Regions from separate parts of the Mus musculus genome. Here region 2 is linked to region 1. A link is a contact called in public HiChIP or PLAC-seq data. All regions are on one chromosome and are shown on one strand. The core of a region is the stretch at or near the end of the contact, and the rest is flanking DNA. Distances in the headings are between cores, read along the strand shown.

Region 1 (3,680 bases), core at 838-3,337:
TCTCAGCCTCCTGAATGCTTAGATTAAGGTGTGCCCTACTACATCAGACAAGCTATATATATGTGCATGTATATGTATATTTATATATAGTGTATATATCTACCATATATATATTAATTTGTGTATACAGATGTTCTGCCTACATGTCTGTTTCTTCACCATGTATGTGTCTGTCAAGGCCAGAAGAGGGTGTCAGATCCCCTGGAACTGGAGTTATAGCTAGCTGTGAGTTGTGAGCTGCTGAGTGGCTGTCAGGAATACACATGCATACACATATGAGTCTATGTGAACACATATATGCTGATGTTGGGTCCAGAGGTTGACATCAGGTGTGTTCCCTATCACTGTCCATGTTACTTTTTAAAATTAACTAATTTGTGTGTATGAGTATTTTGCATGTAAATATGTCTGGGCGCCCTATGGGCTACTCCCCTCTCCTCACGGTAGGAAAGGATGGTCGTCAGCCAAACATGAATCCTGTTTCCACACATTTAATAGTAAGATCCACAGTTTAAATTTCTATTAATTAATTAGGGTGTTTATTAATTTATTGTGTGTGTTGTGTGGCATATGCATGTCACAACATGCAATTCCAAGGACAACTGTTGGAGTTAGGAGTTGGAGTTAGGCTATCAGGCATGGTAGCAGGCATCTTTAGCTGCTGAGTCATCTTTTGCTGGCTCGGTATTTGTAGTTGCAAATGCCTAGCTGTGGGCAGGTGACATGGCTCAGGGAATTAAAGGTGCTTGCTGCCAAGCCATGAACTTAAGTTCACTCTCTGGTGCCAGCAGGTGGAAGGAGAGAACCGGCTCCCACAAGTTGTCTTTGGGCTTCCACAGATGTGCCATGGTACACACCTGTCACAATAAATACTAAAATTAAAAGCCAAATTATCTGACTTTAAAACAAGAGGTATCATACCCTAAAATTATTTCTGAACTTTATAACTTAATTTCCTTCAATGTAGGCTAATGTGTTTCCTGTTTCTTGAGAGTCTTGGGTATGGCCTTCCAAATCTGTGTCTATTTTTGAATACGTCAGTACACTGGAATTTCCCAATCTAGATGATAACATCTTCAAGGACTTGAGCCAGGTCAGTCACAAAGGCATATTAATCCCATCTCTGAGGACAGTAATTAGCCCTGCAGTGTAATGTCTAAGACAGCATAATCTACAAACACTTCAAACAAAATAATTTCTTTAAATTCCTCTAAGGAAAATAAAAAGAATTTTAGACTTTCCAGACAGTTCCATACATCTTAGCTTAGAGGTGAAGTTATTCTTTGTGATAACCAGACGGGATCAGAGTTTGACGCTTCAGTTCTCAGTACACAGCTTCTCCTGTTTGCACAACAACTGTGTTCTAGCATTGTGATGGCTTGGGTTCCCTTGTTCTCATGTCTGCCATGTCCCTGTGCTGCAAGTTGGTGACCTGGGTATACCTGATTTTACACCTTCCATGTTCCAGGAGTACTGTGTGCATGCCTGTTTGCATGTTTGCCATGTTCCCTGCATGCCACCACCTGATGGCCTAACCACATCTGCTTGCACATGCTCCGTGTCCCGGTGCTGCCATTTAGTGGGTTGTACATGCTGTTCACACACCGGCCAGGTTCTAGCACGGACACAAGAGTGGTTTAGACTGGCCTGTCTGCACACATGCCATGCCCTGGGACAGCCACAGGACACCGCAAGAATAGACTTTCACACACCTGCCTTGTCCAGGAGTCACCAAGTAATGGGGTCGTCAATCCGGTTCTTTTTTTTTTTTTTTTTTAAGATTTATTTATTTATATGTAAGTACACTGTAGCTGTCTTCAGACACTGCAGAAGAGAGGGAGTCAGATCTCATTATGGATGGTTGTGAGCCACCATGTGGTTGCTGGGATTTGAACTCCGGACCTTCGGAAGAGCAGTCGGGTGCTCTTACCCACTGAGCCATTTCACCCGCCTGTCACTCCGGTTCTTAATTACGCTGTGTCCCCAAACTTCCAATTGTCAACCTAGGGTCACCTGTTGGGACACATACCATTTCCCAGTGCCACCAGGGGTCGTCATGAGTATACTTGTTCCGGAGTCTGCAGTGTTCCAGCAACACCATGTGTTGGCACAGGCACCTTTGTCCACAAGCCTGTCAAGTCTCAGTCCTGTGAAAGTCTGGGCAAGCCCAAACATTCGTGAATCTCACCTACCAGTTCTGCTGTGTTGCAGTGCATTTGACAACCATGTTCTGTTCCAGGACTGCAAAGTAGGGGATCAGGTTCACCTGCAAGTTGCCTCCTAGCACCTCTACGTGGTAGCAAGCTCATCTATTGACACTCTTTCCACGGACCCAGAATCTCCAAGTGATGGCCTGGGCATTCCTGGTCACTTGTTTGTTGTGTTCCAGTGCTGCCACCTGGTGGCCTGTGTTTACCTGTTCACATGTCTGGTGTGTCTCAGTGCTGCCACCTGGTGGTCTGTACATGTTCGTTTACATACTTGGCTATGTCTCAAAACCCGGGCATGCAGGTTTGAATGCCTGCTGTGTTCTAGTGTTGTGTTCCACTAGGCTGTCTGGGCACACCTGTTCACATGCGCTCTGTGTTCTTATGCTGCCATTCGTTTGTATGCATGCTGAGTCCCAGGGCCAACATGTGGGGGCTTTGGTATATCTGTACTAAGACCTACTATATCTTTGTGCCACAACTTGGTGGTGTGGGAATGCCTGGCTGCAAGCCCGCTATGTCCCAGCACTGCCACTTCATAGCCTGCTGTGTTTGCATGTCTGCTGTGTTACTAGGCCACCAGTGTGATGCCCTGGGCAAGCATGTTGCATGACTGCTGTGTCCCATTGCTACAACATGGTGACCTGGGTAGCCTACTTGCCTGCCTGCTGTGTCCTAGGGTCACTAAGGGGTGGTCTAGGCATGCCTGTTGTCACACATGCCATGTCTTAGTATAATGCCTGTTGGGATGCATGCTGTTTCCCCGTGCCACCATGTTGAAGAATTCCTTATGTACACATCTGCCAAGTCCCAGCACCACCCCGTGGCAGAATAGCCACTGGAGTTCAAATGTGTACCACATCCCAGTAGTGTCGTGCCGTGTTCTGGACTCACCTGTTCTCACGGGAGCCAGATCTCAGTGCTGCCCTGCGGTGGCACAGGATCTTGTGTTCACGAGCGGCCATGTTTTAGCGTTGCCACATGGGGGATATGCTCACCTGTTATACTCCAGCTGTGTTCTAGTGCTCCCCAATCTGTGTGTATTCCTGCCCTGTCCCTTCTCTGCCCTGTGATGGCCTAACTATGCCTGTTTGCATGCCTGTTGTGTTTCATTGCTACCATGCAGTGGCCTGGGCAAACCTGTCAAATGCCTGCCAGGACACCGAGCTGCCATGTGGCAGCCCAGGTGTACCTGCTGCATGTTTGCCACGTTTCAGTGGTGCCAGGTCACAGCCTGGGCAGCCCTGTTCATTTGCTATGCCCTGGGGCTGCCAAGTGACTGTAGCAAACATGCCATGTCCCAGTACCACTACATTTTTGCCTGTGCATGCTTGTTCATACATGTGTTCTTAGCCGGACCAACATGTTATATAGCCTGTGCTCATTTGTTGTCATAGTTTGAGTTTCATTGTTGTGAACAGACACAACAACCAAGGCAACTCTTTTTGTTTGTTTGTTTTTTCGAGACAGGGT
Region 2 (3,712 bases), core at 85-2,584, 690 kb after region 1:
GGACATCCTCGTGGAGACAGGGGAGCAGGGAGGAGGTATGGGATGTGCAACAGTCAGAGGGTAGACTGGAGGGGAATAAAATCTGGAGTTTTAGATAGATAGATAGATAGATAGATAGATAGATAGATGGATGGATAGATAAGCTGAGATATACCCGAGGGCTTTCTTCTTTTTATATAAATGTTGAATCTTAAGGAGGTAGGGCATTATTATGATTTTCTATGTATTTTTGTTTCACCCTAGCACAAAATCCACTAATGTTGATGTTATTAGACAGTGTGAGTGAAGTCACAGTAGAGAGAGCTCATAGATAAAGCGACTGTCCCACTAGCCTGAGGATCTGAGTTTGGTCCTTTGCACCCATATGAAAGAAAAGCAAAGCATGGCGATGTGTATTGGTAGCCCCAAGGGTTGGAGATACTGAAGCAGGAGAATTCCTGTGACTTCCTGGAGGACCAGCCCATCTAAATGCTCCAGCTCCAAGCCCCAAAGACCCTGTGTCAAATAACAAAGCAGATGGCTCATGAGGATCACCTGAGGCTGATCTCTGGCTTCCCTTGTACAACAGCTATGTATGTGGGCGAGAGTGCACTCATGCATGTGCACGAATGCACACACACACACATGCACACACGCACACGCGAACACACACACACATACCATGTGGCTTCAATTTTGTTTGATGATAGATAACAGATAATATCAAATTTTAATGAGCATGTAAAATTAATTTTTAAAAAGTCGCACTGTGTAGATGTGTGAGCATGAGTGAATTATACATTATGCTATATAGAAATTACCATCTCACACATTATATGCCAGATTACTCAGAAATCTGTAAGGCACAGACATGTGACTAAGTCCCCATCAGGGCCCCTCTGGTTTATTCATGGAGAGAGACTGTTATCTTCCTTTTCTGCAATCTTTTCAAGATATTGAATTTGTCAAGTTCAGAGTCAAATATGTAAATATAAACTTTAGAGAGCTCACTTCTAAACCATGATATGGTAAGGACATAGAATACTCAAACTTCTACTAAAGTTTTTGAAAGTCCAACTTTAGAAAATTCGTCCTCTGTTATAATTTGCATGTTCACAGCTGAGCTTAAAGACTGCTGAGTGTTGGTGTCAACCCCAAAGGTGCTGCTCTTGTAGTTTTTTTTTTTTTTTTTTTTTTTAACAAAGGGAGATGCTGTTCTTAGCAAAATACTTAAAACAAAAGCATTGGTAACTTTCCCACATACTGTTAGCAGAAGTTTCTCAGCCTTCCCGGGCCATCCCCAGGCAACGGGAGCTCTTTTGCAGACACCAGACCTTATTTGTCCAAGTGTTCAGTGTGTGAGTCATACGTCTTGCGCTGCCTTTGGGTGACTTCCAGAATTTGGCTACAAGTAACCTTCTGAGACATTTGTATCAAATTAGACTTCAGCTGAGCTCGCCCAAGTGCAGTCTTTCCCTAATACAGTATTCTGCACGAGTAGGGCCAGATGCTAGCAGATTATCCTGTGAAAGCCCAGAGCTGAAGACACTCCTTAATTAAGGTGTAACAAAGACCTTAGTATAATCCAAATGATCAGCATTTGTTTCTGTCCTATATGTTAAAGATTCAAATAGAAAGCTAACTTTAAAAAAGAAGTAATTAGGTAGAGGCAGATATTTGGATGTGTTAGCTTGTAAACAGCAGCACCTTTTTCTAGGATTTCCAAAATTATAAATGTTCTTTGCTACTAAGAACTTTTATATGTGCAAGAGGTTTTTAACAAAGTTGTCATTCCATTTCCATGAACGTGAATATTGTGATCTATGGCTTTCTATATGTATAAAATATTTCATTATTAAAATATTGCAGTAATACAGTATAGCGTGAAATAGTAATGAAGTAGTCATTGAAAATTATATATAAAATTACATAGTTTTATGGATAGAATTCCAGGCAGATTGATTTGACTATAAAAAAATCAAAATGTATATATGGCAAAACTATTACAAACATAATTAATTGGCAAAATTGTAGTGGTTTACAACATATACAAGAGCCAAAAAGTTAGTGAGTTTAAAAAAGAGAAAACTCATATTTTTAACATATTTCAAAGACATGCTCTCAAAATGATAGATACTGAGAACAGCTTGTCTTCTTATCATAATTCCTTTCCTTTAGGATGCATTTTGGGGATTTATTGGGTTGTCTGCTTATGAAAACAAAGGATTTCCTGCCCTGTTTTGTTTTCCTTAGTCCCACCATTCTATTTCCAACATCTGGACCACATTGGAAGGAGATTGGACCACTATGAGAAGCCAGAGCTGTCGCTGGGATCCTATGAATATGTTGCTACATTGGATTACTGCAGAGTGAGTGTTGGCGGGACTTAAGTGTTTCTGTGATGCTGTTGATTTTCAGCGAGCGGCTTCTGTATGTAAAGATATGTATGACTTGGTTCACAGACAGACATTTCCAGGGCATGTGGACATATGTCAGAAACAGATCTGACCTAAGTCATTAGCATGAATGGGCTCCTGAGCTGTCTCATTGTAGTATAGAAAAGGAAACGATTCTTTCTATTGTTTGTTTGTTTGTTTGTTTGTTTTTGTTTGTTTGTTTGTTTGCTTGCTTGCTTGCTGTGGTTTGGTTTCTGAGACAGGGTCTCATTTAGTTTGGGCCTTGACCTCGCTGAAGATGACCTTGAACCCTGATCATCCATCTCCCAAATGCTCCACTCAGATCTCTTCTTTTGGTTGGTTAATGACTTCTCTACCTAGGCAGAAATGTAACCAGTATTCTTAGAGCGCTGCTGGCTTCCTGGCTTTAATGTATCCTTCGGAGACTCATTTGACTAGCAGAATGGGAATGAGTATGTGGCCTTGCTAATGTGCTCTTCTAAACCTTTGGGTTCCACTGACAGCCTCCACCTGGGAGGAGCCCACCAGCTTTACTCTTTAAGCTAAAGATGAAGCTTGACAGCACTTCAGAAGCCTCAGGAGTGGTCCTGAGGACCCAGCTCACAGGGAACTCCTTCCTTCCTTCCTTCCTTCCTTCCTTCCTTCCTTCCTTCCTTCCTTCCTCCCTCCCTCCCTCCCTTCCTTCCTTCCTTCCTTCCTCTTCCAAAATTGAATGCCTGCTAATATTCCACCTTCTGGAAAATAGCCCCTGACCACAGACTTCCCCCAGACATGTTGTCTAGAGAGCAAGTCCACATAATGAGAACACATCTCAAAGATTTATCCAAATTAGGGTTTTGGGTTAATTTTTGCAGTTGGCTAAACCATTAAAATTTTCAATTAACACATCATATTATTATTTATTGACTATTATATGATTGTTTTAAATTAATTTACATAGAACTAGTTATTAAAGAAAAACCCAATGCTTTATTAGTTTGAAATGTGAAAATTTTTAACTTATTTAGTGAAATATAAAACATTTTTGATATAGATGCAGTCTGACAAGAAAGAGACAGGTCTTGAAGTACAATTTACATCCCAATAGTTTCTTTGTTCTTTCCTGTGATTGACTGAAGGGGGATCAATACACAAAAGTAAGCATTTGTTGTTCAAATTAAATATAATAAAGACACTATAAGTCGTGATGGAAAGTCCCTTACTGAACTCCATCTGTAACCAGAGTATGAATCCCATCATGTACTGAGGCTCAGGTCTCTGCCCAAAAAGGCTAATTATCAACCTTGTTCTGTTTTCAGTAGAAGCATGGTGAGAGC

What was found. HiChIP or PLAC-seq counts read pairs in DNA pulled down with a chosen protein or histone mark.
Region 2: a FOXA1 HiChIP or PLAC-seq map of pancreatic cancer cells shows a contact between it and region 1. The contact joins two enhancer-like sites. A contact is called at or near these places in 7 of 484 Hi-C or Micro-C datasets (the G1E-ER4 cell line and embryonic stem cells) and 2 of 115 datasets of contacts at active chromatin or transcription factors (astrocytes and pancreatic cancer cells).

Annotation. Positions count from the first base shown.
Region 1 is chr3:122,636,419-122,640,098 of GRCm38.p6, forward strand. No RefSeq gene overlaps it. Among named protein-coding and RNA genes, the nearest start is that of Gm43568, 8.5 kb to the left of the region's middle. Within about 2 kb of position 2,088, at least 31 of the 459 cell types and tissues checked have an H3K27ac peak or open chromatin away from gene starts, as enhancers often do. A contact at or near this core is called in pancreatic cancer cells, where this site is marked.
Region 2 is chr3:123,328,092-123,331,803 of GRCm38.p6, forward strand. It overlaps Sec24d (Sec24 related gene family, member D (S. cerevisiae)), which reads left to right. Exons shown (of 23, transcript NM_027135.2): 10 at 2,233-2,348. Among named protein-coding and RNA genes, the nearest start is that of Mettl14, 56 kb to the right of the region's middle. Within about 2 kb of position 1,335, at least 94 of the 459 cell types and tissues checked have an H3K27ac peak or open chromatin away from gene starts, as enhancers often do. A contact at or near this core is called in pancreatic cancer cells, where this site is marked.